Regions from separate parts of the Mus musculus genome. Here all the other regions are linked to region 4. Evidence: chromatin contacts called from public ChIA-PET, HiChIP or PLAC-seq and promoter capture Hi-C data. All regions are on one chromosome and are shown on one strand. The core of a region is the stretch at or near the end of the contact, and the rest is flanking DNA. Distances in the headings are between cores, read along the strand shown. Region 1 holds the start of Srsf12 (serine and arginine-rich splicing factor 12). Region 2 overlaps Map3k7 (mitogen-activated protein kinase kinase kinase 7). Region 3 has its middle 84 kb from the start of Gm52717. Region 4 holds the start of Mdn1 (midasin AAA ATPase 1).

Region 1 (6,902 bases), core at 2,138-4,637, 550 kb after region 4:
ATCTCTTTATTAAGACACAGTATGTTCCAAGAGAAGGTAAGATTCTGTCCTGTAGAGAAGTTCCTTATGTTCAGGAAGTAGACAGCTCAGAGGAAGTCCCTGAAACTGACCTGATATACAGAGACCTTCCTCCTCATGCACATAGAAGCTGTAAAGACTGTTGAGAGACTATGGGACACACTAAGCTGCCTGGAAGATGCTCAGACCAGCTGAGTTGCCTGGAAGATGCTCAGACCAGCTGAGTTGCCTGGAAGATGCTCAGACCAGCTGAGTTGCCTGGAAGATGCTCAGACCAGCTGAGTGCCTGGAAGATGCTTTCCAATTTGTTGAGCTGCTTGTAGGTTGTTCGGTGAACTAATCCCAGCTTTCCTGAGCTATTAAGGATACCAGAGTGAGCCTTGGTAATGAAACTGTCTGAGTTATTTCTACTCCTGTAAATAACCCTCAACCACATCCCTGTAAGTAACCATAACAAAACTCATCCGTTTACCAAGCTGAACTTTGGTAGTATCTGTACTTTGGTCTGTTGTGAGTACATATTTGGTCACATCCCCCCAGGAATAGTGTCACACAACACAAAGTGGCTTATGGACTGCAATCCTAGTACTTGAAAAGGTTCTCTGCAGTGACAGAGTATAAGGTGGGCAAACAGTATGAGCAGGAAAGTCTTAGCTAATCCTAGATTCCAAGTGACAGCCACTGTTCTTAGCTATGTTAACAAGATGAGTCTTAGGAGTAAATACCCAAATATCAGATACCATTCCCTGTGCGCCTCTGCTTTCCCTTTTAATACTGTAATTACATGTTGCTGATTTGTGCATGTGTATGGGTGTGGCATGCATATGCCAAATTGTACTTGTGCAGCTAAGAGAACAACTGTTGGAATCTGTTCTCTCCTTCCCCCATGTGGGTCCTTGGCATCTGTCTCAGGCTGTCAGGTTTGCTGGCAAGCTCCTTTACCTACTGAACCAGCTCAACAGCCCATCTACTTTCAATATAACATAACAGTGATTTAAGAAGTTTGTCTGTTTAGGCAAGCTTTAACAATTGAAAGGGAGTCTGACTTTTTCCTTTTCCCAATATTCTTTATAGACCTGCAATTTCTCATTTCCTCCTCCTTCTCTTCCTCTTCTTCCTCCTTTTCCTCCTCCTCCTTGTGGACTGTCACAACGCTGGCACTCAAGCCCAAGGCCTCACGCTCACTAGTGCCCTGTCACGGATCTACATTCCAGCTCTGTGGCAGGGATTTCAATTGCATCTTTTTAACTCTACTTTTTTTTTTTTTTTAAAGTAAAATAGAAAAGCATGGTGGTGCATGCCTGTAATTCCAGTGGTACAGAGTCTGATGTGGGAGGATTGCTGCAACTGCAACCCTACCTGGGGCTACAACTGTGAGTACTAAACCAGCCATGCTATAAAATGAGACCCTGTCTCCAAGGGGAGAAAAGGTAAAAATAATTATAGTATCTAAATGAGAAAAGATACAAGGGCATCTCAAAATACTTTAAAAACAGAAGTCCTGTTTTGGGGAGAAAATAAGCATGAAATAGACCAAAAATTTTCAGGAAGATCTCCCTAGCCACGTTGTCACTCTAAGCTAACTTTTTATTCTTTTCATTTAAAATGTTTCTATTTTAATGGAGGAAAGAGGGTTACACTTGTGTGACATGTGCTGGAGAAGGCTGCAGGGTGACTCTCACTCCACAACTCCACAAGTATGTCTTCTCCCAAGGTGGCATCCCTCACTAAAACTGAAGATTTGGACCTCTCCATTTCTTCAGGGATTGCTGGCCATTGAGTTCCTGGGATTCACCTGTCTCTGACCTCACGATGCTGAGGTCACAGGGGTGTGGCTTTGTGATGCTGGGTCACAGGGGTGTGGCCATGCCCAGGATTTTTACAAGTGGGTGTTGGGAACTCTGAGTCAGTGCACTGTAAGCACTCTTATGTACTGAGCCTTCATCACAGTCACTAGGATCATTGCACTCCTTCATACACCTCTGAACTCTGTACAGCATCGCCTGCTGCTTTGAAGAGATGATTCAACAAAGCAGTACTTTTGGTTATAAAGCCTACAACTTTGGATGAATATGATTTAAAAAAAAAAATCTAGGACACGGAGGGCTTTTAGTCTGGACCCTCAAGAGTACCAGAAAAAAACATCGAAAAAGCAATAACACATAGCTATATTAGTTACTGAACATGGTTGCTTAAGACACCGGCCAAGCTTAATGCAGTATTCCTTTTGTCAAACTATTATTTTTATTGTATGTGTAAGTGTTTTGCCTACTTGTGTGCCTTGCATCCCACTGAGGCCAGAAGAGGGTGTTGGACACCCTGGAACTGTAAGCCACCACGTGGACACTGGGAGAGGAACCCGGCCGGGTCCACTGCAAGAGCAGCAAGCGCTCTTGACTGCTGAACCTTCTCTCCAGCCCCCACCTCGAAGCTACCCCGGTGTAATATCATTTAGTCATCTGCACTTGAAAATGTTCCTGCCTCAGGCTCTCCTACAGGAAGCTGTTGTACTAAAAGAAGTACTTAGCTGCTTCAAAACAGATCTAGAAATTGTAAGAGTAGATCTATGCGCTATCAGTAATGACAGGTCTCAGTTGGCTGGCCTCCAGCTCCTCTATAGTAGATAACTTTTGACCTCCCTGCCATCACTCCTCACCGTCCTCCCCCCCCCCCCCCCCATGCCCTGGGATGACAGGTTCTGCCATAGTCTCTGCTCAGGTACTGGAACAGCGTGCATCCTGCAGGCTAGACAATCACTCTTCCATTGAGTTACATCCCTAGTCTTTTCAAGATAAGTTTCATTAAACCACCAAATGCGTGGCATTATTACACCAGCTCCACTAACCAATACACAGTACTCTCAATTTTCCTAGCATTAAACCCAGCCTGATGTGGAGCCCACTACAAAAGGAATTCTAGGCCTGAGTAAACAAGCAAACAAAAGACCCCAGCCTGCTCTCCCGTCTGGGTTTCTTTGATGCTTACCCTGTTTATTGCCTCGAGGCCTTTTTGCTTAAGCTGCAGTACTGCAGCAGTTCCCCCCACCCCCACCCCCACGCCCGTGTTCAGTCTTTCTTCCCTGAGGGTCGAGTTGATCTCTTTAGGGAAAGGCTGTGGCTAAGCTTGCATGCCCACAAGTGGCTCCCTGACCCTGCACATGGCTCTTTCGAAGCCCTGTCATGAGATCTTTTTCTGGGGCTGTTTGGGAGAGGCAGGTCTCCCTTGGAGCACCTAGCTGGCCTGCAGCGATGGGGGATCGGATCTATTCCCTAGAGGCCCGGGCAGTGGCAAGGTCTGTGCTCGCGCGGCCGCGCAGGCCCCGCGCCCCCCGCCCGCGTCTGCGGCTGCGCGGCCGGCCCGGGAGGGGGCGCGGCGGGCTGCTGGGAGCGGGGCCGCGAGAGGCATGTCTCGCTACACCAGGCCCCCCAACACCTCCCTGTTCGTCAGGAACGTCGCAGACGCCACCAGGTGAGTGGAGACCGGACCCCGCGGGGGCACGGGCCGGGGCGCCGGGTTGTCGGGGTACGGGGTGGGCAGTGGGGGGCTGTCTGGATGACGATGCCGCCCGGGTACCCCGGGTGCCGAGCTGCAAGCTGTTGGGGTGCCATTTGGGCGTCAGGGTACCGGTCTTGTGTTGGGGCACTGGCCGGGTGTTGGGAATGCTGGCCAGGTGTCGTAGGGGTGCCACTGCGGGCTGTCGGAGTATCTGGGTTTTGGGGTGTGGGCGAGGTGTTGGGGTGCGGTCGTGATGTCAGGTGTTGGCCCGGCGTCAAGGTGCGGGCTGGGTGGCTCCGGCTGTGGTGGCAGTGCTGGCCCTGGCTCTGGTGGCACTGCGCTCTGCAGGCGCCGCCCACTAACCTTCCGGAGGAACTGGGGCTGTCTCCTCCCCAGGATGCACACCTTAGGCCTTGCAATTTCCTCTGCACTGTTCAGACAGTGATTATGGCCCACATTTAATATACAAAAGACTAGTCAGTTCGATTTCTATGGTTTTCTTTGAGTCCTGGGAACAGTCTTAGGCTTCATTATGGTGCAGGAAGTCTTTATTTCCTCCATCCCTCTTTGAAAATTCTGTCCAGATGGTTGCCAGGCATAGAGCTGAAGAAATGCCCTTTTTTCAGACTAGCGCACCTTTTCCTTTAATAGGAGCCGGAGAGAGAATGGGAGGCGTGACACTAATAGACACCTTCATCTTTCATTGGAATTACTTAATCCCCCGTTCTAGTTCTGCCATCTTGGCCACCTATGGAAAAGTTGAAGTTCAAGGGTTTTAAGGAGTTACCTGGACCTAAACAGGCACAAATGTACGCAGCTCTTCAGTTGTTAGTTATCTGAAGTAATCATAATGTATGTTTTGTTTTGTTTTTGTTTTTGTTTTTGTTTTGTTTTGTTTTGTGAGAGAGAGAGAGAGAGAGAGAGAGTAGTATCTAGTCTAGGCTGACCTTGTACTTCTGATCCTGTTACCTTGGCCTCCCTCCCAAGTCCTGGCATTGCAGGTGACCCCCACCACCAAGCTGGGGATTTACTTTTAGGAGAATTAAGAACTTTAAATTTAATCACTGTAAATATTTATGTCACTACTGTAGACTGTGAGTTAATAGAATTTTAAAAGATTCCTGGGTTTTATGGTTCTTCTCTACCTGTTTATCCAAACATCCTCACACAGGAAGCAAAATTAATATTTGGGTAGGCTAAAAGCAGTTAAACAACTTGAACAATAAGCAAAAGGTCTTCATGGCATGCTTACAAAAGAAACCCGGGAGATTCCCAACCCTAGTGGCCACAAGAGCGAGGCAGAGGAATACAGATGAGTGGGGGTACCAGCTTATGAGACGTAGTAGAATGGTACAGACTGCAACAGGTGAGCATGTGTCCTCGAATGGGAAGTCACGTTGCCACCTTTTCCAGTTCTAGAGAATCAAACCCAGTCTGTACATGCTGGGCTCCCTACAGAGCTATACTTACTGGGGCATCCGTTCAATTTTGTAGCCCAACCAGGACTTGGGTTTTCCCTCTTTCTACTTCAGCCTCCCCCATAGCTGTGATTATGAGCATGTTACACACACACACACACACACACACACACACCTCAACCCCTGCTGCAACTTGCCTCAACCTACTTTCAAGAGAAGTCAGAAACCTGGATTTTTGTGTACATTGAACGAATTTTAAAACATTAGCATTACTAGCTATATAAGAGGCCAGCCTGGTGTCTCCATGAGTACAGATGCAAGTCTGAAGATCTGAGTTCTATCCCTGGGACCTACACGGTGGAAGAAGAGAATAACTACCCCCTGTTGTCCTCTGACCTCACATAAGCCACACCCACACATACCATAACTAAATAAAGGTGTGTTAAGTTGAATAGTGTGAATTACAATTTTTGTAGATCTAGAAACTATAAAATATTGGCTATTTCATAGAGTTTTCAGATGTTCAAACATTGTGCATACTAAGTAAAACACATCTGGGGGTGTTACTCAGTAGTAGATTGCTTGCCTTAAATGCAGGAGGCCTTGGCTTCCATAAATGAACAAACTAATAAAAACATGTTTTCATGTGACTACTAACCTTGGGTCCAGGTAATCCTTCACCAAGTGCAGAGACTGATAATTGGGAGTTAGTAAGTCTTTTTTTTTTTTTTAAGATTTATTTATTTATTATATGTAAGTACACTGTAGCTGTCTTCAGACACTCCAGAAGAGGGCATCAGATTTTGTTATGGATGGTTGTGAGCCACCATGTGGTTGCTGGGATTTGAACTCTGGACCTTTGGAAGAGCAGTCGGCGCTCTTAACCACTGAGCCATCTCGCCAGCCCCAGGAGCTAGTAATTCTTTTTTCTGTTCTTTCGTTGCTTTTTAGCTTGTCACAGAGAGGCAATCAGGACTGAGATTATCTTGTATTAAGAGAATAACAGTTTCTAGAATTTGTTAGTATTCATACTATGTGACAGATCCTATGTGAAGACCTTTATAAGCCAGGGAGGTGGTTCAGCAGATTTAAAACACTGTGGCCAAGCAGGGAAGCCTCAGCTCAATCCCTAGGCCAAAAAAGGCAGCAGAGATGGATTCTTCATGTTGTCCTTGGACCTCCACATGAACATGTGGCATGTATACCCACACACAAACACACATGCAGAAAATAAATGTAATTTTTAGAAACTTTCCATGTACTATCTTACTTAGTTTTCACCATCCTGTATGTCTTAGTGTTACATTGCTGTGATAAAAGGCCATGACCAAAGCAGCTTGGGGAGGGAAGGGTTTGTCTGGCTTATGCTTCCACATCATAGTTCATCACTGAAGGAAGTCAGGACAGGAACTCAAGCAGGGCAGGAACCCAAAGGCAGGAGCTGATGCAGAGGCCATGGAGGGGTGCTGCTTACTTGCTTGCTCCCCATGGCACACTCAGCCTGCTTTCTTATAGAACCCAGGACTAACAGCGCAGGGGTGCCCCACCCACAATGGACTGGGCCCTCCCACATCAATCACTAATTAAGTGATTAAATGCCCCACAGCTTGTCCACAGCCCAATGTTATGGAGTTGTTTTCTCAGTTGAGGTTCCTTCCTGTCTGATGACTCTAGCTTGTGTCAAGTTGACATAAAACTAACCAATACACTTAACAGTTTAAGTACGTTTAAGTTTTATTTCAGTTTTTGGAGATAGAATTTCATCATGCAGTGTAGGCTGCACTTAAACTCATGGCCATCCATCTGCTGTAGCCTCCTGAGACTATATGGTGTGAGTTTGTTTGCTAGAGTCTTGGAAACTGGGTCTGCCTGGAACACGATATATAGCCAAGGATAATACTGAACTCCTGATCCTTCTGTTCTTCCTGAGTGGTGGAATGACCCCGCTCTGCCCCTTTACCCAGTTTAGAG
Region 2 (7,538 bases), core at 1,987-4,486, 650 kb before region 4:
GTTACTCTCAAGTTAACAGCTCAGGGTTGGAAGGAATCCTTTCTGTTTCTTTGTTTCTCTTTGGATAAGCAAGATTATACAGTAGAATTAGAGGTGCCTTAGATGAACCCCAAGCTCCTGGTGTGTAGAAGGAAATTGGTATACATCTTTTTCTGTAAGTGAAGTTTCAGGCAAAATGCCTAGGACACTTAGGGCAGGGAAGGGAGAAGGGCCTTCCATTGCTGACTGCTTGAATGCCTGCTTCTCCGCTGGTGAGAGGCTCCTGCTAGATTTCAGGGTTAGGGCTCCTCTCCCTTTTACAACACCCAGATTTTCCATGTCGTAGAACACCTCACATCAGTACTTCTTAATTTGTTTGGTTTTAAAATATATTTTTAATATTAATATTCTATTAACATAACCTAGAGTGCTTTTTTACATGGTTTATCTTTTCTATTTAACTTCATTTTTTTCTAGTTGTTCACATTTTTGTTGTTGTTTTAATGGGAGGTGTGGATGTGCAGGAGTATGCAGGCGCCCGAGGAGGCTGGGTGTGTCAGATCTCCTGGAGCTGGAGTTTCAGGCACATGGGAGTCATCTGATGTAGGAGCTGAGAACCTGGCCTGGGCACTGTAGGAGAGCAGGGAGTGCTCCTAACAACCCGTCATCTTTCCAGCCCCTGTTTTAACTTATGTAAATTAGATTCATCTCTTAGGATCACATTTAATTCATCCTGACTGTTGGATGTTATGTTATGTTATGTGTTTGTCTCTGTGTACGTGCACATATGCATGCTACATGTGTGTGGTCCCCAAAAAAGGCCAGAATAGAACATCAGATTCCCTGGTGCCAGAGCTGTGAACCTCCTCAGCCCCCTGGAAAGTCAGCCCTGTAGAGACAGGAAGCACTTTTAACCACCAAGCCATCTCTACCCCAGGGTTGGGGGTTGTGCTTTGTTGCATTTTGTGCTTTAATGGTGTAGTTTGCGTTTGTTCCTTTTCCTGGTAAACTAGTCCATCTTTATTTTAGACTCTTCTTTATCCTCTTACCATCTCTGAGGTGGAATAGGTACATTTCTCATTTCTCATCCCCTTTGCCTTTCTAGGTGAAAAGTTAGATCATGCCACTTGTAGTAAATACCTTGGAGATTTTAACATTTGTACCAAGCCTGCTTTTCCTGAAAAACCCAAGCATTTTAAAAGCAATGTTCTTGCTTATCCTGGTTTTATGATGCTGTAGATTATATTTCTGTGTTGTTTGGTAGTTTTGTAAGTTCATTACTGTCTTCTTACCTACTGTTTTCAGTATGGAGAAGACTAGTACCCATTCTTATCAGGATTTTCTTCAAGGAAACTGAATTTTAGCCCTTTGGTCCAGGAAAAAAAAAAAATTCTTGTTAAGTAAAGTTCCTGCTTAGACATTCCTGTTGTAGGAGTTTGTGAGGTAGGTAAGGTGAGGCTTATCATTTCAGATGCTGTTCTGAGCACATTCTTCACTGTTCCAGGCTGCGGGCAGTCTTCTGCCAGCATTCTCTGGCTTCCGTGGTGGCTGAAGCTCATGGTTTGTGAGTGCGTGTTGAATATTTCTTCTGAAAAGCATGAAATGGGTTGTGTTTCTGGCTTTGAGGGTTTTTCTTCCAGATTTTGAAATATACACATGTATGTGATGGGACACCTGGCTCATAAGGCCCAGGCCTGAACTTGCCATGCATTTGTTTTCTCTGTACAATATGCATCGCCTGCAGGTCACTTAAATGATGGCTTCAGTCACATGAGGTGTTTGTTAGGTACACAGTTTCTACTTGTGGCATCTTGTGAGCACTGGAAGTTTCAGGTTTCAAAGCATTTCTAATTTCAGATCTGTTGACTTAGGGACACTTCACCTGTAGCTGCCATTTCCCTCGGGAGGCCACTTCTATTTTTTGCTTGTCTGTTTTCTGGAATTTGACCATATCTGACCATGTGAAACATGGGACATGCGTCTGTCTCATTTCTCATACTGTCGCTCAGTTCTGTCTTCCTTCATTTCGTGTCCCTGTACAAGGGACTTTCATGTTCCTCCTGCTTCTGCCTCCAAGTGCTGATCACAGCTGTCTGCCACCATGCTGGGCTTGCCAACTGCTTTTATTGGAAGGTTTTTCATTTTTTGCTAGTTTTCTCTTTCCCACAGAACAAAGCATTCCCGAGCCTTGGCTTTGAGCGGGGATTAAGCAGGCCTTCTCATCCTACAGAGAATTGGTGGCTCTGTTACTAGTTCCTCAACATAACAGACGATCCAGGGTTGTAAAGTCTTAGCATTGGCAGCTTAAGGGCTACCCGTCCGCTTTTGTTTTGTGGGCTTTATTTCTCTGTAAGTTTTGAAGAGATGCTATGTATGAATGCATAGTGAATTTGATATACACTGACTATATACTTAGAATGCTGCTTTCAAGAGTCTTAGGCATCTACTAGTAAAAATTGAAAATGTTTGCCTCTTATTGGATGTGAAGATGTGTCTTGTAATTCTTTTTTAAAAAAAGAAAAAAGTGACAGCTTTTCCTCCTACCGTTTCTTCACAGGTGAGCAGCCGGTCATCCAGCCCTAGTGTCAGAATGATCACTACCTCAGGACCAACCTCAGAGAAGCCAGCTCGCAGTCACCCGTGGACCCCTGATGATTCCACAGGTGACCAGTCTAGTTCCTTGTAATACAAAATGGATTGACTTGAGGCATTAATCTTTACAAAGACAAGCATGATGTCATTATTTAGATCTTCATGTTTATAAAATCAACCACTTGGCAGTAGCTTTCGAAATGCCCTTGGAGTGTTATGGCAGAGACTAAGTGCTTTACCCTGTGTGTGTTTTTCCCTCCCACATACTAAACACGTATATTAAAAATAGTCAGATTTTTCCAGTTGGAAGCATGTGTTCTTGTACTTCACTCTGTGATTTTTGTATCATGATTGTTCCTGTTGGACCTTTTCAGTAACTACAATTCCCATATCGCTAACAATGACCACCAGCATCTTTACTTGACTTTCTACTTTTTATTAATAATGTTTTATACGTGAATACAGTATATTTAGACCATCTCGAACCCTACTCCAACTCCTCCCAAATATGTCTCAGATCTGCGTTTAGTCTCCATTGTGTGTATTCCTGATACATGACTGTGTCGTGAAAGGACATTTTCACAAAAGTATCTCATGCATAATGAACATACCCCGTACCACTCTTTTCACCCACCCTCCTTCCTTTAGTCCTCATTGTTCCTCTTAGACAGTTTCACTTCTACTTTGATGTCTTACACAAACGTGATTCTATGTATCTGTAAAGTTAAAGAACCACAAAGGAGTGAAAACAAATACTTTTCTAAGACCAGTTTAACTTGTTTCCAGTTGCATCCATTTTCCTACAAAGGACACACTGGAAACTCTATTGTGTATACCTGTGGCATGTTCTTTATCCTCTGTTGTTGGCCATCCCAGTGAGTTCTGTAGCTCAGCTGTTATGTATAGCGCTGCAGTAAACATGGATGTGGAAGTACTGCTGTGATGCGCTTGTCGAACAGAAGTCCTTTGGGTAAACATCCAGGGGCCTATTTTAGTGTTTTTAATGTTTTGAGGATCTTCTGTAGTGATTTCACAATGGCTGACAAGTTTACATTTCTGCCAGCAGTGTACATAAGGGTACTCTTCTGGCAGCTGAAGTGAGATTACAGCAAAGTTCCAATTTGCATTTTTCCCCAGTGGCTAGTGAGGTTGAGCAATTTCCATGTTTTCCTCATAAGAGTATCTTTTATTCTTCCACAGTTTCATGCATGTATACAATATATCTTGAACATCCCCAACATGATTATCCTACTCCTTTTGGATCCATTCCCCAATGCCCCTTCCTCCTTTGTCTTCTTTTTGTGACCCACTGAATCCAGTTACTGTTCCCCAAAACCCTAGGGTTTGGATCAGCCACCACGCTTGGGCAACCTAGCAGCAGCCACACCCCTCCAAGGAAAATGCTTGTAACTCCCCTTCCTCCAGCAGCTATCACTTGCTCAGCTAAGGGTGGGGCCTCATGAGCCTCTTCGCCTTCTATGCTGGTTTATTGATTGGCTGATCTTGTGTGGGTAGCCACAGCTGCAATGGATTGATGAGTGGAATACCTAGACCCTGTCCATCAGCCAGCATTTCACCGCCTCCTGAGATCCTCTGGTTCTTGGATTCTTTTCTCCTCTTCTGTGATATTCCCTGAGCCTTCTTAGGTTGTTGATACAGCTGTCCCACTTAGGACTGAGCACTCACAGTTACTGATCCTTAACACTTTAACCTCTCTCTCCCTCCCTCCCTCCCTCCCTGAGTTAAATACTACAACTTCAAAAAGAATCTTCTCTAGCCAGGGTTGAAAGCCACTCTAATCCATAGGAATAAATATCACTATTTAGAAGCAGGTTGATAACATGTTAATATAGCAAGATAACATTAGACTCCTCTCTAGGACCTAGGACCTAATCAGGGCTGGTTTTGACCAGGCCATTTCTCTTGTGTTTATTAGCCACTTGTATTACATCTTTTGAGAACTGTCTAATCATTAGTCTGCGTACTGATTTGATTGGCTGCTTGCTTTCTTCAGGGTTTTATTTTTGTTCTTTTATTTTTATTATAAATATACATACACAGCCATGAAAGACTTTTCCCCCCACTCTATAGACTGTATTTAACTTGTTAGTGGTTGGTTGGTTGGTTGGTTGGTTGGTTGGTTGGTTGGTTGGTTGGTTTGTAGGAGGAGCAGGATCTCACAGTGTGTATATTACTTCTGGCCTCAAAACTTACTATGGTAGACCCTGTGGGCTTCAAAGTCACAGCTAATCGCCTGTCTCTGCTCACACGTGCTGGGATAAAGGCCAGCACGCCCAGCTTAGCTGTTCTTTTGCTGTGAAGAAGCTTTGGAAGTTGATGAGATCCCTTTTGTCAGCTGTTAGAGTTATTTCCTGAGTGTCAGCCTCTGGTTTTTAAAACACAGAATATGTGTCCAAGTGAGAAATCTATTTGGCAACTTTTCATACCTCATGAGAGACTTTATTTCAAATGCATAGACATTTGAAATCCTTTTAGTTTATTAAAACTCCAGTGTAAATAGCTCAGTTTATCATAATGGCGGATTAAAAATACCTGTGCAAAGGGAGGGATAGTTTTCTCATGAGAGCACAGTACTGTGATGTCTTAGCACACACGCAAGCACTGTATCTAAGGAAGATCTTGTTCTGTGTTTTAGTACAACAGAAGGGAAGGAAGGTGGTCTCATAGACCTTGGAAAATGAAGTTGTTTGAAATTAAGCAGGTTGTTGTGCCACACCCCTTTAATCCCAGCACTCAGGAGGCAGAGGCAGGCGGATCTCTATGACATCAAGAGCAGACTGGTCTACAAAGAGAGTTCTAGGGTAGCCAAGGCTACACAAAGAAACCTGTGTCAAAAACAAAAAGAAAGAAAAAAGTACCAATTAAACTGAAATTTTGAAGTTAGTTTACTGTCTTCACAAACTATGTTTTCAGTATTTATAGATACCTGGTATGGCCTAGTCAGGTTTATAGTTTCATTTTAAAAATTAAATGAGCAGCTTTTCCCTGTGTCATATAATTTAGAACTATGTTTAGCAAGGGGTGTGTACTGTCTACTTTGGGTAAGTTAAACACTTATAGTAGCAAAACCTCACCAAGATTCCTGTCCAGTGGTGCATAGTGAAGTGCTCTAGCCATTGGGGTGACACCAGCTGCTGCTGTTGTTGTTGGGCTGTTGTTCTTGATGATGATGATGACCACAACCCCCCCCCCCAAACTAAGGGACTATTCTCCCTTGCATTGCCTTAGAGGGTTTCCTAATTTCAGCCTAGATTCGTACATGGGAATCAACAGTGTGGCACAGGAGAAAATCAGATCTCTTTAGATGTCTGCTATCCACTGTTTTCTACGCATGCAAACCCAGATATCCTGCTCCTTGACCCGAGTGGTACGGCAGCCTATCAATCACTAAGTGTTTTACCTGGGCCCAGGCTGCAGTGCCCGCTAAATTTTGTCTTTGCATTGAAATAATTGCAGCTCTGTCACTACATAGGATAGGTTATAGAGAACAGATGAGGAAAGCCGCCTTCTTCTCATAGACCCAGGAAATAACCGGAAGTGTAAACATAAGATAAAATAGCATAACTATTAAATTGTTCTGTATTCTTCCAGAGAAAATCTAAAGAATATAACTTAAAATCTTAACAGATAAATACTCTCCTGTTTCAGTTTACACTGTTATGGTTGTAAAGTGAGGCAAATACTCCCCCAGGGCCTAGAAACAGCAATATCTTGACACAACTTAAGAATTTACAGAGACACAGACCCACTTTCTTCTATGCTTAGAACCTTGCAAAGATAAATATGAGACATAGCCCATTCGTGGTGACCATGCCTAGAGTTGTGACACACGGTAACAGTGAACTTGCCATATGGCATGGTAAGCTGCTAACTTTATAGTTAAGCTAAATGTTTTAGTAGTTAAGACACAGATTAGTTAAGTAAGACCCAATGATCTCCATGGCTGTTCATACTTTCAGTCACATATGAGAGAGAAAAGAAAACATCCACAAGTGTGTCATACTTACTTTCCTATTGCTGTGATAAAGAATAGGAAATCCTTGAATAACCAAGGATCTTATTGGGGGTTTACAGTTTCAGAGTATTAGAGTCCATCACCATCATGGCAGAGAACATGGTGGCAGGCAGGCAGCCAACCATATGCTAAAGCAGCAGTTGACAGCTCATATTCTGATCCACAAATAGGAGCCAGAGAGACAGACCCTGGAAATGGCACAAGTCTTTTGAAACCTCAGAGTCCACCCCCAGTGACATGCCTCCTCCAACAGACTACATCTCCTAATTCTTCCCAAACAGTTCAGTGTATAGTTCAAGGGTCTGAGCCATGGGGGCCATTCTCATTCAAACCACCACTAAGGGAATGCACCTGTGAAGAAGTGAGGGTGCTAACATCTGTTGTGTTTGAAAAAACAGAAATTTTGCCTTACTCAAATTAACCAAAACAAGTGTAAGTTTTAGTATTTCATGAAAAGAGGTCATGTTTAATTACTAAGTATAAAAATAAATTTTCATGCTGTAACTATGCTATCTTGTGACCAGTTGTTTATATTAGAAACTAGAAGCTGTAATCCAACTTAGGCAGAAAAGAGAAAGTGAAATGCCATGCGTGTTACTTGTTGATTTTAGAGAACAAAGATGAAATCCAATAAAGGGCCTTAACTAATTGTCCCTTCATGAACTAACACACTACTTCTGAAATCTCAGCAAGTTCTCCTTCCCTCTCAAGTACCTGTGAGAGACTACGTGCTGGAACAGTGTGGGGAGAGTATCCGAGGTTTAGGGGAAGAGCGTGGGAGGGAAGTGTTTCTTTCATTGAGGAAACTTTTTAAGACAACTCATTGTCCTCTTAGTTAGGGTCTATCATTTTGTCTCATTTTTGTCTCATGGAAATCAGGGTTCGAGTGGGTCAGCGCCTTTCCTTAGCTTTCTTCATTGGACCCTGTGTG
Region 3 (7,719 bases), core at 534-3,033, 580 kb before region 4:
CAGCCCTAACTAAGATGCTACAGGCAATGGATGGGTACTGGGGACCAGAGAAAAGAGAACATGAAGACAGGAGGTATAATATTGGGGAGTCCAAGGCAAGTCTCAGGGGGAAATAGGAGAGCAGATATGAATAAGACACTATTGTATTTGTGTATGGATTTGTCAAAAAATATTTAAAAATATAAATACATGAAAAGAGGAGTTGCAAAAAAAAATCAGATCTTCATGGAGGATGGGGAGAAACTAGAGGCCTCTTACTGCTTGTAAGTAAAACTTTTAAAAATGTTAAACTTTGGGCTGGAAAGATGTCTCAGCAGTTAAGAGCACTGAGTGCTCTTCTGGAGGTCCTGAGTTCAATTCCCAGCAACCACATGGTGGCTCACAACCATCTATAATGGGAGCTGATGCCCTCTTCTGGTGTGCCTGAAGACAGCTACAGTGCACTCATATACTTAAAATAAATATTTTTAAAAATGTTTTTATTACATTTATTTACTATGTGTGTGTGTGTGTGTTTATAAACACGTGCTTAGCATAAGTATGAGACCAGGGACCATCCGACATGATTAGACCATTTCCACCACGTGAGGTCTGGACACCGAACTCAGGCTATCAGGCTGGGCGGCAAGTGCCTTACCTGCTGAGTCCTCTGTTGGCCTGCTGAAAAGGGAAACATACATACCCACGTTTCAGAAACTATAACTCTAGGTGCGTACCCCAAAGGAGAGAAAAACTTCAGTATACAGAGATTTTTGTAATGATGATCATGGGAGCATTTCTCATAATTCTTTTAAACCAGAAAAAAAAAAAGCCCTCTTCTGATGAATGTGTAGTGCTATATGTTGGTACAACGGAATATTATTCAGTTTTAAAGAAATGAGCTGAGGCATGATACAATATGGATGGATCTCCAACACGATACAAGGGAAAGTAAGGCAGACACAAAAGACCACAGGTTCTGTGGTGTCTTTCAGTTGAGGGTCTATCTATGAAAAGTTAATGAGCAAGTTCCAAAGCAGATTAGTCTTTGCCTAGGGCTGGAAGAAATGACTGAATGGACAAAGGGGATTTTCTGATGAGGTGTATTTATTCTATAAATATATATTATGAAGGGGCTCCATAAAGTCAGTCCCAAACAGACTAAAATATATAGTTGTAGTGAATATTAAGGTATATAAATTATACCTTTAAAAAGGGTGCTTAAAAACCAATAGACTCTCTCAAAAATGGCAATGGTATTTAAATGAGTGATTCAATAAATTGAGAAATATTTCAAAGTGTCGAGGGTGGTGCTCAAGGAAGACTTGTTATCGTGGAATGCCCTCTGTGTTTGACGCTACTAAGAGACCTGTGGTCAGCCATCTCACAGTTGGCTGTCACACTCAACTTAACCTCAGCCTCTCAGCTGCTTCAGATTCTCTCAGTTAAAAAAAAAAAAAGACGTATTTATTTTTATTTCATGTCTATGAATGTTTTGCCTGTGTGTATGTATTTGTTCCATATGCATGTCCAGGGTCCATGGAGGTCAGAAAAGGGCATTGTGACCCCTGGAACTGGAGCTATGGGTGGTTGTGAGTCACCGTGGGGGTTCTGGGAATGGAGTCTCCTGCTCCGCCAAAGCAGTAAGTGCTCTTAACCCTGAGCTCCAGTCCCTGATTTAATCACCACGGGACTATTCCTCTTGGGGCTGGGATTATTTTTTCCTTAGCTCTCTCTTAGCAGTCAGAAAGGACGGTCCATTCTTCCCTCTGACTCATCTGCTTTCTTTTCCACGTGGCAGGAGAAGAAAAGAGTTTTCAGTCACATCTTATGTCTCTGTGTCAGCAATTCAATTGTTCCCTTAGCAACCGTCCTTTTACTGCTGGCTTTCCCAGCTACAGATGCAGCAGTGCTCTCAAAGAGCTTAGATCACAAAACAGCTTGGGCCATCAGCGCCGCCGTGCCAGAAGCTGCTTTCTAAAAAGGCCAGTGTCTTTCAAGAGCAAATTATTTTTAAAACAATATTCAAGCCGAACATAGCATTTTTAGGCAAAGGCGACTATGGGGACACCACCAAGGAGAGATGCCTTTGAGGCGGGCTTCACCAAGGGAGGGTGCGCAGCCACCAGCCACGCTCACTGTTCATCTCCTTTCCCCGCGGACATTATGGGTCACAGGGGAAATCAGGAGAAGAGGGGAGGGGGCTGGCACAATGCAAAGCTGGCGATTCTTCTGCACACGGAGGGACTGAAGCATTATCTGTGCATGTGAAGCATAGATTTACCATTTTCTCGTCTCGTTGTTCACAGGAGCACTCTGCCCTTGACAGAACAGTCATCCTCCGGTACTTGGGGAGAATTGATTCTGGGAGGCCCTTCTCCTAAATATCAAGATGTGTGGATGCGCGCATCGTTTTCTTATGTTTACAGGGAACCTGTGCAAACCACCTGTCTAATTTAGTCAACTCCAGGTCACAGGCAATGCCTTAAACAACGTCCCATATTGTTTAGGGAACACTGACCTGAAAAAGCTTGCCCTGTGTTCCAGGAATTCACATCTCTTTAGTTTTCCAAATATTTCCCACCTGCAGCTGCTTGCCCACGGATGCGGGGCGCAACGTTCTCTTTAGATCGGAGGCATAGTTCCCTGTAGTATTTCACAATGGAACTTTTCCAAGAGCTGGCGTGAGGAGAAGAGAGGCCCTATAAACATCACCAGTAAGCACCAGGGTTTTGGAGTGAGAAAAGTGGAGCAGGAGCAGGGGAGATTGGTAACCCGCGGATAGGGTAAACAGAGGCAAGTGTTGACCTAGTGGAAAGAAATCTGGGAATACACCCAGGCATCAACTCAGCTCAGAACCCCACTTCTAGACCCACATAAAGAGAAGTCTGATGGATTCGGCTCTTCTCCCCTGGAGCCAGTCACTTGCTACTAGGACAGGATCGGGATAGAGAAAATTAGCGCAACTGCTCCGAGCCCAGCCCTGCCAGGTGGACTGGGAAGACCCAGGCCAGTCCCATGGAAGAGGCTGAGAAGATCTCTGCCTCCAGGAGTGCTTTGGCCACTAGGACCCCTACACACACACACACACACACACACACACACACACACACACACACACACACACACACACACACATCAGGCCAGGTTTGTAGGAAGGCATGCTGCTAATTCCTGCTGCTAGTGCACATGAGAGAAGACAGCAATGGAACTATTTTTCTTTGAAAGAAACAGAAATAGAAATGAGATTAGGCCAGCAGAATGGCTCAGGTCATGGAACCTGACAACCTGAGAAGGAATTTGCCTCCTACCCACTGGGCCAGTTCTGCGGCTGGTGGAAACAGAAGCCATGATGGGTAGGGATCATGCTGACGGTATCAGGCAGAGAGGGAGGGAGCAAAGGCAAGGTCATAGTCACTGGTCATGGCTAGGAGAAGAATCTGTATGCCTTTGGGGCTCTCTGGAGTCCTTTGATGGGGACTGTCAAAGACATCTAAGCCTGGTGAATAAACAAATAGGCTCTCAGAAAGTCCGTCCCAGTCTGTCTGTGCCAATATAAAGGAACCAGACGCTATAGGGTACTTCTCAGCAGACAGGGAAGGCTGAGTCCCTTGGTCACGTTTGATCATCAGCTTTCTCTTGCAAGCAACTAATGAGTAATCACAAGCAACCCCAAGTGTCTGCAGGAGGGAAAACCAGGGAAATGTTTCCTGATTTGCCTTTGAGTCTCAAGAGAAACCCAGCGCCGCCGACTAGCCTGCAGATTGTGCTATAATTACCTGCATTTCTCTTTCATGGTTTGCAATAGATCCTTCAGAGACGGCCTCGCCCACGCTCGCCTCTGAGTGTAAGGACCACACAGCAGGGACCTCAAAAGCATCTTGGAGAATCCCAAGGCCACGAGAGGCTGGTCTGTAAAGATAGAGGATCTTGGCTTTGTAAACACAGTAGAAACATGCGCCTGTGGGTTTTCTGGAGCTGGAGGTGGGGGTCAGGGGTGGCAGGTGGGAAGACTCACAGATACAGGTGTTTCACCTAAGGAGCTGCCAGAGGGTCTTTCTCGACACATATCCCAAGGACCTGACTTCAACACGCTTATGGTAGGCCCACGTACCTGCCCATGGTGGACCAAAAAGCTGCAGCAAGGTCACATGGTACACACTCCATCATCTTGGAAAAAAAACATAATTTATGCTTATTGAGCAAAGTTTTCTCTCCGCTCCAAGACTGCCTAGACGTGAAACGAAACTCTCCAGTGTTTCTAACTGACCTAGTAACATTTTAATGTGTTTCCATTTTTTTAGAAGAATCTGATTTTTTTTATTACATCTATTTATACTGTGCATGTGTATATTCACATGTGTGGAGGTCAGAGGACATGAGTGAGTGGCTGCTGTCCTTCTGCGTGGATTCTGAGGATGAAACTCAAGGAATCAGACTTGGCAGCCTCAGCCCCCAATATTTATAAAGAACACTTTGCCAGGTTTGGGCTTCCTCCTGGCTGAATTTTGCCATTGTAAAATCTATTCCAATAAAGAGGCAAAAGAATCGCAGCCCTTTCTCTTTAAACCATGTGCCTTGTACTTCCCAGAGACCTTTCTGAGCTCCCAGGAGGACAGTAGCAAAAGGGAGGCTGTAAGCAGTGCATCCATCCTGAAATAAACGTGCAGCAGGCAATGCAGGGAGCCCAGTGCAGCCAGGGCAGGGGCAAGAGCCAGGGGCGCCCTGACTCCAGTCCCGACATCACCGGGGAGATGGTGCTGGCACCAAATGACATTTTTTCCCTCTTCTGAATGATTTCAAAGGGTTGTAAGGAATCTGTCATACAAAAAGAACGTATAGAAACGTTATGAAAACAATATCCACTTGCTCTCCCAAGGCCATTTTTTTTTTTGCATGTGTGTGTGACAGGAGTATGGGTAGGTAGTTGTGTTCCAATGTGTGTGGCCGCACATGGTAATATCAGGTGTCTTCCTTGATTGCTTTCTTGCCTATTGAAACAGGGTTTGTCAGTGGACCTGTTTCTTGTCTCTCTACGAAGCTTGCTTTAGGATGTATCTTGTCTCTGGCCCGCTTCCAACTATTAGAAACACAAGTGACCACCACAGTTACCCATCTTTTACCTGGGTGCTGGGTACCTGAACTCTGGGCCTTACGCTTGGACAGGAAGCGCTGTCCCCTCTGAATCATTATCCTAGCCCGTTAAGACTATTTTATAGGTGGATGCTGGCTCTGGCCCTGGGAACAGACAGGCTCTAGAGCTATATAGCTTGAGTTTGACTCGGACCTCTTACACTTCTTAGTACATAGCCTACAAGTGCCCCAAGCTTTAGCTTCTTTAGGGACAGTGATTTTTCACTTTACTGGAGGATTAGTGTAACTGTTTTGGAGAAAAGTCACCTAACACAATGCTGCTTGGTTTAGAATAAGAGGCCAGTTACGGTATTCATAGTTTCTGTTGTCACTTAACAAAAATGTGTCAGTAAAAGGAATAAGAAAACAAGAATGATTTGGAGGGGTGTATTTAAATACTCTGCTAAGTGCCAGAGAAGCAAATTCATAGGTTAGGCATAGATATCAACATAATATAGTCATCAGTGTTGGCTGGCTAGCTCTCTGTTCCCTTCCTGTTCGCTTGAGTCATTTACCAACCTCAGTGGCACCAGTGGGTTGTGTAAGGCAGAGAGATGTGCACAGGGCTCTTTGCTGGTGATGATGTAGCTAAACCACGATTTGTCCCTTTCATCTGCCTTGAACCGTGTAAGGGGTTGACACAGATGTACTGTAGCCATGAAAGAAATTAACTGCTGTAGCTACGGCGTCAGGAGATACTAACAAACGGAGATACGTCTCAGGTTCTTCCTGCATACTGAGCCGCTGTGCTAGGCCAGGCTGCCTGCATTCGGGTTACTACCTAAGATGTGTTTTTAGTTTACTGCTAAAATCGTCATCCATCTGAGGGGGAGAGCTCTGTGGAAAGTTTCAGAAATGCTCTTCTCACAGAGAAGCAAAAAATGGAGTCACTTTGCCTCCTGTCTCAGGAGCACACGTGTGTGTGTGTGTTCGTGTCCCCACGAGAGTACGTAATGTGCATGGTATTCACGTGGTAGCTTATGAGAGGTGAGAGGTTTGCTTCACACTGAGTTCTCGACCATTCGGGTACACACAGATATCACAACCTCCAGAGCTCCAGCCTTGGGGTCTCTGACTTCCTAATCTCCAGTGAGGTCAACACATCACACAAGCCGCCATAGCCCCTGTGAGCCTCATGGACCACTCGAAGCCATCCTCACCAGAGATCCATGCTCAGCAAAGCCTGTCTGCTAGGTAACTGGCTACTCTAAAAACACACGCTGGAAGGATACAAAGTCATTACGGGCAGTTTGGCCTTGTATGACTCTAATGCAACACTGCCATTGAACCTGAGCATGTTGTCTACCCGGCCCCAGAAAACACAAAATGCATCTGTAGCTCACTGCTTACTTATTTATCTGTAGCTTCTGCTATTTGATTTTGCACAGCATGTGGCCTGGATTAACATCATTCAGTTTGTTGTGGGGACCTCAGACATCAGCTCTTCTGTGGGGGCTGCTTTTTTCTCTTCACTCAGACAATCGTGACAGAAACTTGATGTGATAGTAAAAAACCCACCAGCTAATCTCAGCACACACACAAGAGGATGCACGGGAGCGCTCATGACAGCAGGGCAGCTAGCTAACACTTGAACTTCTAAAATGCAGCTCTAATGTGTGTGCCCCTCACCATGTGGTAATGTAAGAACTAGGTACTGATCCAACATGTTTTCCTTCAATGTAGTTTGTGGTTGTAGTAAGAATTTTCTTTTATTCTCTAATAGTTTCTCTCTCTCTCTCTCTCTCTCTCTCTCTCTCTGTGCATATGTAGAATGTATTTTGGTCATACATTCATCCATTATCCTTTCTTATTTTCAGGGGTGTTTTGGTTTGGGCAGACTGGCCAATGAGCACACGACCCACTCAGCACCAGGATTACAGGAGCAAACCACCTTGCTCAGCTTTTTACACATATGTGCGAATACAAACTCAGGACCCCTGTTAGTGTGGCAAATATTTTACCAGCTAAGTCATCTTCCCAAACCCTAGATTTTTTCCATTTTTAATTTTTTTTAAATTCTCTCTCTGTAGACTCAGCTGGTCTCAAACTCACAAAGATCCACCTGTCTCTGCCTCCTGACTGCTGGGTGTTAAAGGCTTGTGCTGCCACACCTGGCTTTAACATTTTAAAATTAAAATATGATTATATAATCCCGCCCCCCCCCCCGCACACACACTTCTCTTTCCACCAGCTCCTTAAATGTACACCCTTTCTCTCAAATCCATTACTTCTTTCTCTCTAATTATTACGGTTACATATATGCACAAATCAATCAATCAATAAGTAAGTATGTAAAAGCAGTAGGCCGAGTCTTCTTAGTGTTGCTTGTGTGTGTTCTCTTATGGATGACCAATTGGTATTGGATAATGAGTTAAGGGACTCGGCCCTAGGGGAAGAGTAATTCTCCCTCTCTTAACAGTCACTAATTGCTTGTAGCTCTGTGTCTAAATGTGGGGCCCCGTGAGACTTCCCCACCAGAGTGGGCACCTCCACTGGGTGTGTCATCATTCAGGTCTTGTTTCAGCAGACACGCTGGGATTTCATGGGTGTGGCTTTCCTGTCATATCCAGGAGACACAAGTTCACAGCAGACTTCCTGTTCCTATAA
Region 4 (7,510 bases), core at 2,536-5,035:
GGTTTTTGAAGTATTTCTTTTTTTGTTTGTCTTTTTGGGTTTGTTTGTTTTTGGTTTTTTTCGAGACAGTGTTTCGCTGTGTAGCCCTGGCTGTCCTGGAACTCACTCTGTAGACCAGGCTGGCCTCGAACTTAGAAATCCACCTGCCTCTGCCCCCTGAGTGCTGGGGTTAAAAGCATGTACCACCACCACCCAGCTGAAGTATTTCAAGATGAGCATCTATAATTAGCTCAGTTACTGAGGATGGCTTCATTAAATTCTGTTGCCATTGGCAGCTTTCTCACACCATGTATTGATATAGTGAAACCTGCCTCTTCTGCAGATGTCTTTACAAATACAACTAAGCCAACACAAAAAAGTGATGATTTAGAGAAAACCAGTGTAAGTATTGATTCAGCCTGAATACCTCTTTCTAGTCTCATGAAAGTTCTGGGTTATAATCTAGTCCTTAGACTTCAAAGTAGTACCTGTTTCCTTGCTCTTTCTCCTAGGATGTCCAAGGCGGTGGGGGAGGGGAATCTTAAAAGATTTTTTTGGTAGATAGAAACTTGAAGAATGGTCTGGTTTTGTAGTATGAGACCTTGGCCCCTTCTCTGAGCATCTAACGTAAACTGGAGGCCTGGCTTTGGATCACCTTCCAGGGCATCTTGTCATCCCCTACCACCAGGTAAGTGAATTCACAGAGTAAAATGATGAGAAAGAGATGTTACTGGTTCAAAAGAAAACAGACCAGACTAATGAAGACTTTTGGAATTTAAATGAAGGTAATAAGCATTGAAAGAGAAGATTTTAAAGCAAGAATGATAAATATGATACTCCTACATTTAAAGTATTTTCAAAATGGGGGCTGGAGAGACAAGAATTAAAAGCTTGTCTTGGAGTTACTACTTGTTGATTAAACACCATGGCCAGAGCAAACTGGAGAGGAAAGGGTTAGTTCTCTCACTGCCATTTAACAGTTCATCATCAAAAGCAGGGCAGGAGCTAATGCAGAAGTCATGAAGACTACTAATGGCTCCTCATGTCTTCTTCAGCCTGGTTTGGGCTGGAATCATATTTGGCTGGGCCCACCAATATCAATCACTAATTAAAACTGCTGTACAGGGTTATTAATAGCCCAGTTACAACAGGCAACTCTCAGTTGAGATTCGTTTCTCAGATATTTTAGCATGTTTCAAGTTGACATAAAACTAGACAGGACACTTACTCTTGAAGAGGACCCAGGTATGGGTCCCAGCAGGTAGATGGCTGCTTAGGAACCAAGCAGTGGTGTTGCATGCTTTTAATCCCAGTTCTTGGGAGGCAAAGCCAGGCAGATCTCTGATTTGAAAGCCAGTCTGGTCTACAGAATTAGTTCCAGGACAGCAAGGCTACACAAAGAAACCCTATCTCAAGAAACCAAAAGAGCAAAAGCATGGCTACTTGTGACTGCCTATAATTGCAGTTCCAGGGGATCCAGGCCCCTTCCTGGCATCTATGGGCTTCTGCATGGTTGTGCACCTAAAAAATGCAGGTCCACACATACACCTTGTGATGGACACTTTCAATCCTAACATTTGAGAGGCAGAGGCAATCTAAATGTGGGCCTAGTCTCTTGTATATATCAGGTTCCAGGACAACCATGGATATATAGTGAGATCCTGTCTCAAAAGAAAAAGAGAGACAGAGAAAGAATAGAGGGACTCCAGACATGACTCAGTAGTTAAGAACTTGGATCCTCTGATTGTTAAATGCTCTTAACAACTAATGCATTTCCCACCCTCCCCCCAATGAATCTTTTTAAAAAGAAAGTAAAATTAAAGAATGAGTAAGCTGAAAAATCAGGTCAAGAAACTCCCAAAAGGAACCCAAAAGGAAAGCATATTTAAGAAATATAGAGGACAGAAATAGATGTCGGGCAGTGGTGGCACATGCCTTTAATCTCAGCACTTGGGAGGCAGAGGCAGGTGGATTTCTGGGTTCAAGGCCAGCCTGGTCTACAGAGTGAGTTCCAGGACAGTTAGGGCTACGTAGAGAAACCCTGTCTCCCTCCCACAAAAAAAAAAAAAAAAAAAAAAAAAAAAAAGAAAAGAAAAGAAAAGAAAGAAAGAAAGTAAAGGAAAGAAATGTGCTGATACTGAAATAATAGACAAAAAAGTTTAAATAGAAATAAACCCACATGGTACCAAATGAGAGACTACATCTAGATATGTGCTGATATCTAAAGACAGTAAGAAAACATCTTAAAAGTTTGTAAAGTACTAGAATAACTTTTTGAACCAAATTTTCCTTGATACAAAGTATTAAAATACAATTGCCTTTCTAAAGTGAAATCATAGGTATGCAGCTGTAGTCATTAAGTAAACTAAGATAAACGCTATACAATAAAGAGAAACGTCAATGGTGCAAGTGTACGAGTGTACACTCCTGAATCCCCTGTTTCATCGAGCATCAAAAACCATCAATCTTAGTTCTTTTCTCTTCTTTTCTGTTTTTTTGAGATAGGGTTTCTCTGTGTAACCCCGGCTGTCCTGGAACTCACTCTGTAGACCAGACTGGTCTTGAACTCAGAAATCTGCCTGCCTCTGCCTTCCAAGTGCTGGGATTAAAGGCATACACCACTGGCCGGCTAGTCCTTTTCTTGTACTTTATTCTGTATCCATATCCTCTGCATCTGATTGGATCCCTGGATTTTATTTCATTTTTGGTGTGACACTTTCCACAATATACCAATCTGCTGCTGCTCTGGGGGTTGAATGCCTTTCTGGGTGTTCATTGTTAGTGCCTCCACAGCTGGAAGAAGCTTCCTTTCTCTGCACTTAGAGTAAACTTTTATCCAAGTTCTTTGGGTGGGTTTCAGAGATTGAAATCAGTTTGCCAGACTTAGGGGAAAGCATCTTTTAACTGCTGAGTCATCTAGTCAGTTCTCACCACCAAAAAGCAAAGCAGCCAGGTGTTAAAGTCACGCCTTCAATCCCAGCCCTGGGGAGGCAGAGGCAGGCGGATCTCTGAGGTCAGAGGCCTGCCCTGTCTACAGAGCAAGTTCCAGGACAGCCAGGGTTACAAAGAAATCCTATCTCAAAAAAACAAAACAAAACAAAAACTGGTGTGTGTGTTGTGTGCCACATGTATGTATGTATGTATGCCACAGAGGCCAGAAGAGGGCGTTTTATCTCATAGAGATGGAGTTACAAATGGTTGTAAGCTGCACTATGCTGGTAATGGGCTTCTTTATTGTCAATCCCTCTCAATATATTTTGTTTGACATCATTATAGGTTTAACTTGTTCGTGACCTTCATCTTAACAATTCTAACTTTGTGCACTCCGCAGCCTTTCTGGAATCATTATTACTACGGGGAGTATGCGCGAAGTGTGTGAAGGCCCACACGTGCCATGGTGTAAAATAGAGGTCACAAATCAAACTCTGGGCATCAGGCTTGCATTACAAGAGCTTTTAGCCGACTAAGGCATCTCACTAACTCCTACTCTTTTTTTAATTAAGCAATTATTTCCAGGATTTGTAAGAATACTTCAGGGCCATTTTTCTCAAAAGGTCACTCTTTTTATGGGCAACAATCTTGGACAGCGAATCCGCTTATCTTTCACACAGGACCTGTGTTGATACAGAGTAAGTCACTGTGCGCTTAGGTCGCACGCGCCGGCAGCTCCTCGTTTGGCGACGCGAATTTCACTCTCAGAAGGATCAGTCAACCGGCTAACCTCAAAAGCTACTTCCGCTTCCCTTCCTACTAGCAGTGGCGCGGCAGTGACGCATTTCCGCCCACGGGGGCGTGGCAGTAGTCGCGCCGCCGCGGGTTGATGACGCAACGTGAATTCCTTCACCACGTGTGTGTCTGCTTGCCGGCTTTCGGGGGTCTTCTTGCCGTCGTGGGTTTTCGGCCGTCACCCCGCGGCCCCGTGGCCGCGGCCGGAGACTATGGAGCACCTCTCTGTGGAGCTGGTATCCGGGCCGCTGCGGCTAATCGCCGCCAAGAACGAGAAGAGCAGCGGCGAGCTGAACAGGTTCCTGGCCAAGTCGGTGAGCGTGGGCGAAGGGAGGCGGGCCCGGGTCGCGGAGCGCCGAGTCCCGGGAAAGGGCCTTTGTTTTTCGGGGTCAGCTTCCATTTCCTCGCCCCCTGCCCGGCGCTCAGGCCCTGGTGGAGTTCATGCCCTTCAGGAATCGGCGCGGTTGGTTTTTCTGCGAGGCTGCTTCTGTCCGCCTCCCCACCCCCCAGACACGTGCTTTTCCTTCCCTTTCCCCACCCCTCGGATGCTTTTAAGGATGCTTTTCTTTACTTTGACCCTTTGGCCCACTGACGAACATCCATAGTATTTTTTCTGGGCGTCTCAATACACCACTGAGGAGACGCAAAAATCTTGTCTCTACACCCGGGGAGTTCGCGTCTTCTTCGGTGACCGTTCATAACAAACAGCTGAAGGTTTTAACAAGACAGTTAAATTGGGAGATGAAAGACTTTTTAAATTTTATTTTTTTTATTTTTATTTTTTTTACCAAATGAGTCATGTGTTTTCAAGAGCTTTGCCGTATTGGCTTTTGCCTGAGTTGAGCATCCTTACTAGACAAGTTTTCACTTTGCGTTTTAATTTCTTTCTAAGTTTCCTTACCTGCTCTGTCTGTAAGCTTGAGTCAAGAGAGACGTGATTTTAATTTTGTAAAACTCTCAGCCAAGAGTGCATAAAGTACATACACACTCCATTGTTTTAGCAGTCAACAGCAGTGTAGCCCATCCAGTGGTTCGCAACCTGTGGGTCGCCTAAGACCAGCATATTTACATTACGATTCATAACAGTAGCAAAATTACAGTTATGAGTTAGCAACGAAAATAATTTTATGATTTGGGGTTACCACAAAATGAGGAACTGTATTGAAGGATTGTAGCATTAGGAAGGTTGAAAGTCACTGTTGTAGATGAATGAACCTGAGCCATTTGCAGCATTGTAGAATTCGCCAGAGAAAATTCTGAGAGTTTTTCCCGAGGTGTTGAACCTACTTTCTGTCACTGAATTACACCCTTAGCCAAAAGGCATCTTGTTTGTTTTTTCCTTTTGAGATAACATCTCTATTATGTAGCTCTGTATGTCTCCGAGTTCACTGTGTAGACCAGGTTGGCCTCTACATAGACTGCTAGGATTCAAGGCAGGTGTCAAGACCAGCTTGGCTCAAAAGGCTTTTCTGATACTAAATTGAATGTGAAAAACCAAACCTAGTGGGATACATCTCCTGGATGTCTGTCCTGTGTGGCTCCCTTATCAAAATTGCTGTAGGTGGACTCAGCATGAATAGGCACTCTAGAGAGAAAATGGTTTTTTTGTTTGTTTTGGTTTTGGTTTTAAGAGACAGGGTTTCTCTGTGTAGCCCTGGCTGCCCTGGAACTCACTCTGTAGACCAGGCTGGCCTCGAACTCAGAAATCTGCCTGCCTCTGCCTCCTAAGTGCTGGGATTAAAGGTGTGCACCACCACCGCCCAGCAAAACTTTACTTTTTGAGACAAGATTACCCGTAGTCCAACCTGGCCTCCAATTTGCTGTATATCTAAGGATGACCTTGAGTTCCTCATTATTCTGCATCTGTTTTCCAAGCACTGATTTCGGGCTGTTACCATGGGCTTAGTTTCAAAATCTATATGCGTTGTCACTGCAACTGTGATGCCTCCTCTACTTTGACTATTGTCTACATTTACATTCATAGAGAGGAGGGTGTTTACAATAATACCAAGCATAGATAGCTACAGGGACATAACATAACTGGAGATTTGTGTACATAGAGGACAGAAGAGGGCGTCTGATTCTCTAGAGCCCTAGTACAGGTCTCGGAGCTCTGCCGCCTCTTCCTCCTTGCAGCAGGACCAACTCCCAGCCAGTTACCTAACTTTATCTCTGTTTCTTTCCTTTTTTTTTTTTTTTAGAGACGGTTTCTCTGTGTAGCTCTGGCTATCCTGGAACTCACTCTGTAGACCAGGCTGGCCCCGAACTCAGAAATCCACCTGCCTCTGCCTCCCAAGTGCTGGGATTAAAGGTGTACGCCACCACGCCTGGCTGTTTCTTGATTAAATACATATAATGGCTTTAAAATAGAATTGTTGTGGATAGCGGGGTTTCTAGGCTGATGATGTGGGTCAGTGAGGGAGTCTCTGCCTAGCATGCTTTAGGGTTGACCCCCTGGTGCTGTCACAGCAAAACAGTACAACTTCCAGCAGTATCACCTCGGGCCTGTGCTCTGCAGTGGGAGGTTTAGGCTCTTCTACTAACTTGTCAGCCGCAGCTTTGATAAATCTTAGTAATTCTGCTAGTTGAAAAAAAAAAAAAAAACAAATAAAAGGAGATGACTCCTAAAGTATGGAGAAGATTTTTATTACACAGCTATAAGGGGAAAGTAGGGGAAGAGTCCAGGCTGAACATGGCTGGAAAGGGGAGGGTGGCGGAGAGCAACAGAGGAGATGCTGATTAAGAGAGGCACCCTGAGTTAGGTGGCCAGAGACTGGGAACCAGGCTGGGGGAAGAGAAGCCCAGCTTAATAGGAGGGAGGGGTTTTTAGGGTAGGGATGGGGTGAGGGCTGCTGGAGGTGTGTGGGGGGGAGCCACAGCTTGCTCACTTGTGTACTGAATGAGACATGTCTTAGCTTTGAGACCTACTAGTCATTATAGCAAAGGAACTGAATTGGTTGCTTTGTGTTTTAGTGTGCTTTTCTCTTTTTCAAGACACGAGTTTGTGTAGTCCAGGCTCTCCTTAAACTCAGAGATTCACCTGCCTCTGCCTCCAGTGCTGGGATTACAGAGCCACTACATTCAACTGGTTGCTAAGCTTGATAAAAGGAGTGCCTGAACCACCCTAAAAATGTCTTTTCTGGTTGATTATTTACTTTTACATTTAACGTGTGCAGACAGCTCGTAGGATGTCCTCTCCGTTTACCACATGGATACTGGCAGTCGCCTTCACCTGCTGAGCCATCTCACTGGCCCAGTATTTGGTAGTTTCATCAGTGTCTTGAGCTTCCCTCAGACTAGTATGCATGTTAACCACCTAAATAAAACCCACTCAAGCTTTGTGAACGTAGATACCTGTGAGGCTTCTCCAGCAGCTCTCATTTTGCAAAGAGGCAGAATTTCCCAAGAATGCAATTGCCTGGGTGGTCTGGTAGACTTGGATTTCCGGGGCAAATCCTTGAACATTCCCTGCTTCGTTGTTGTTCTGACAGCCAGGACATGGGCTTGCAAGCTGGGGCCACAAAAAGAGAAAGTCAGTTACATAATTAATTGTCCTGTGTAACTGCTGCCTCTGCATTTTCACACTACTTATATGTGTTGGTGAGTGAACCCCTCAGGGCTTCATGGATGCAAAATAAGTAACCAAGCTGGTCCCCAGCCCTAAGTTTCATTGTTGTTTTGGGGCTTAACTATATTGTCCATTCTGTTCTAGAGCTCCTGAGCTCAGCTACCCCCCTGCCTCAGCCTTGTGAGCAGCAGGAACCGTAGGCAGGTGCTGTTGACTAGCTTTCTCCAGCTGTGGCGA

Evidence for each region. Promoter capture Hi-C pulls out the DNA fragments that hold promoters and counts their contacts. ChIA-PET counts read pairs in DNA pulled down with a chosen protein or histone mark. HiChIP or PLAC-seq counts read pairs in DNA pulled down with a chosen protein or histone mark.
Region 1: an RNA polymerase II ChIA-PET map of memory CD8 T cells shows a contact between it and region 4, with 223 read pairs. The contact joins the promoter of Srsf12 here to the promoter of Mdn1 in region 4. A contact is called at or near these places in 7 of 39 promoter capture datasets (cranial neural crest, embryonic stem cells, liver and 3 more), 1 of 484 Hi-C or Micro-C datasets (embryonic stem cells) and 2 of 115 datasets of contacts at active chromatin or transcription factors (embryonic stem cells and memory CD8 T cells).
Region 2: a contact with region 4 is called in an H3K4me3 HiChIP or PLAC-seq map of pro-B cells, with 8 times the contacts expected there. The contact joins the enhancer-like site here to the promoter of Mdn1 in region 4. A contact is called at or near these places in 16 of 39 promoter capture datasets (the 3T3-L1 cell line, 3T3-L1-derived adipocytes, the C10 cell line and 9 more), 2 of 484 Hi-C or Micro-C datasets (the AML12 cell line and nephron progenitors), 11 of 115 datasets of contacts at active chromatin or transcription factors (bone marrow-derived dendritic cells, bone marrow-derived macrophages, embryonic stem cells and 6 more) and 2 of 9 other capture datasets (adipose tissue and liver).
Region 3: a promoter capture Hi-C map of neural stem cells shows a contact between it and region 4. The contact joins the enhancer-like site here to the promoter of Mdn1 in region 4. A contact is called at or near these places in 6 of 39 promoter capture datasets (the C10 cell line, cranial neural crest, frontonasal cranial neural crest and 3 more), 1 of 484 Hi-C or Micro-C datasets (embryonic fibroblasts) and 1 of 115 datasets of contacts at active chromatin or transcription factors (bone marrow-derived macrophages).

What each region holds. Positions count from the first base shown.
Region 1 is chr4:33,205,885-33,212,786 of GRCm38.p6, forward strand. Srsf12 (serine and arginine-rich splicing factor 12) reads left to right here and starts at 3,388. Exons shown (of 5, transcript NM_001372518.1): 1 at 3,388-3,486. The coding sequence starts at 3,422.
Region 2 is chr4:32,007,780-32,015,317 of GRCm38.p6, forward strand. It overlaps Map3k7 (mitogen-activated protein kinase kinase kinase 7), which reads left to right. Exons shown (of 16, transcript NM_172688.3): 13 at 2,537-2,642. Among named protein-coding and RNA genes, the nearest start is that of Map3k7, 47 kb to the left of the region's middle. Within about 2 kb of position 3,237, at least 41 of the 459 cell types and tissues checked have an H3K27ac peak or open chromatin away from gene starts, as enhancers often do. A contact at or near this core is called in adipose tissue, bone marrow-derived dendritic cells, bone marrow-derived macrophages and 2 more, where this site is marked.
Region 3 is chr4:32,072,963-32,080,681 of GRCm38.p6, forward strand. No RefSeq gene overlaps it. Among named protein-coding and RNA genes, the nearest start is that of Gm52717, 84 kb to the right of the region's middle. Within about 2 kb of position 1,784, at least 107 of the 459 cell types and tissues checked have an H3K27ac peak or open chromatin away from gene starts, as enhancers often do. A contact at or near this core is called in hippocampal neurons and neural stem cells, where this site is marked.
Region 4 is chr4:32,653,334-32,660,843 of GRCm38.p6, forward strand. It overlaps Mdn1 (midasin AAA ATPase 1), which reads left to right and starts at 3,786. Exons shown (of 102, transcript NM_001081392.1): 1 at 3,786-4,019. The coding sequence starts at 3,918.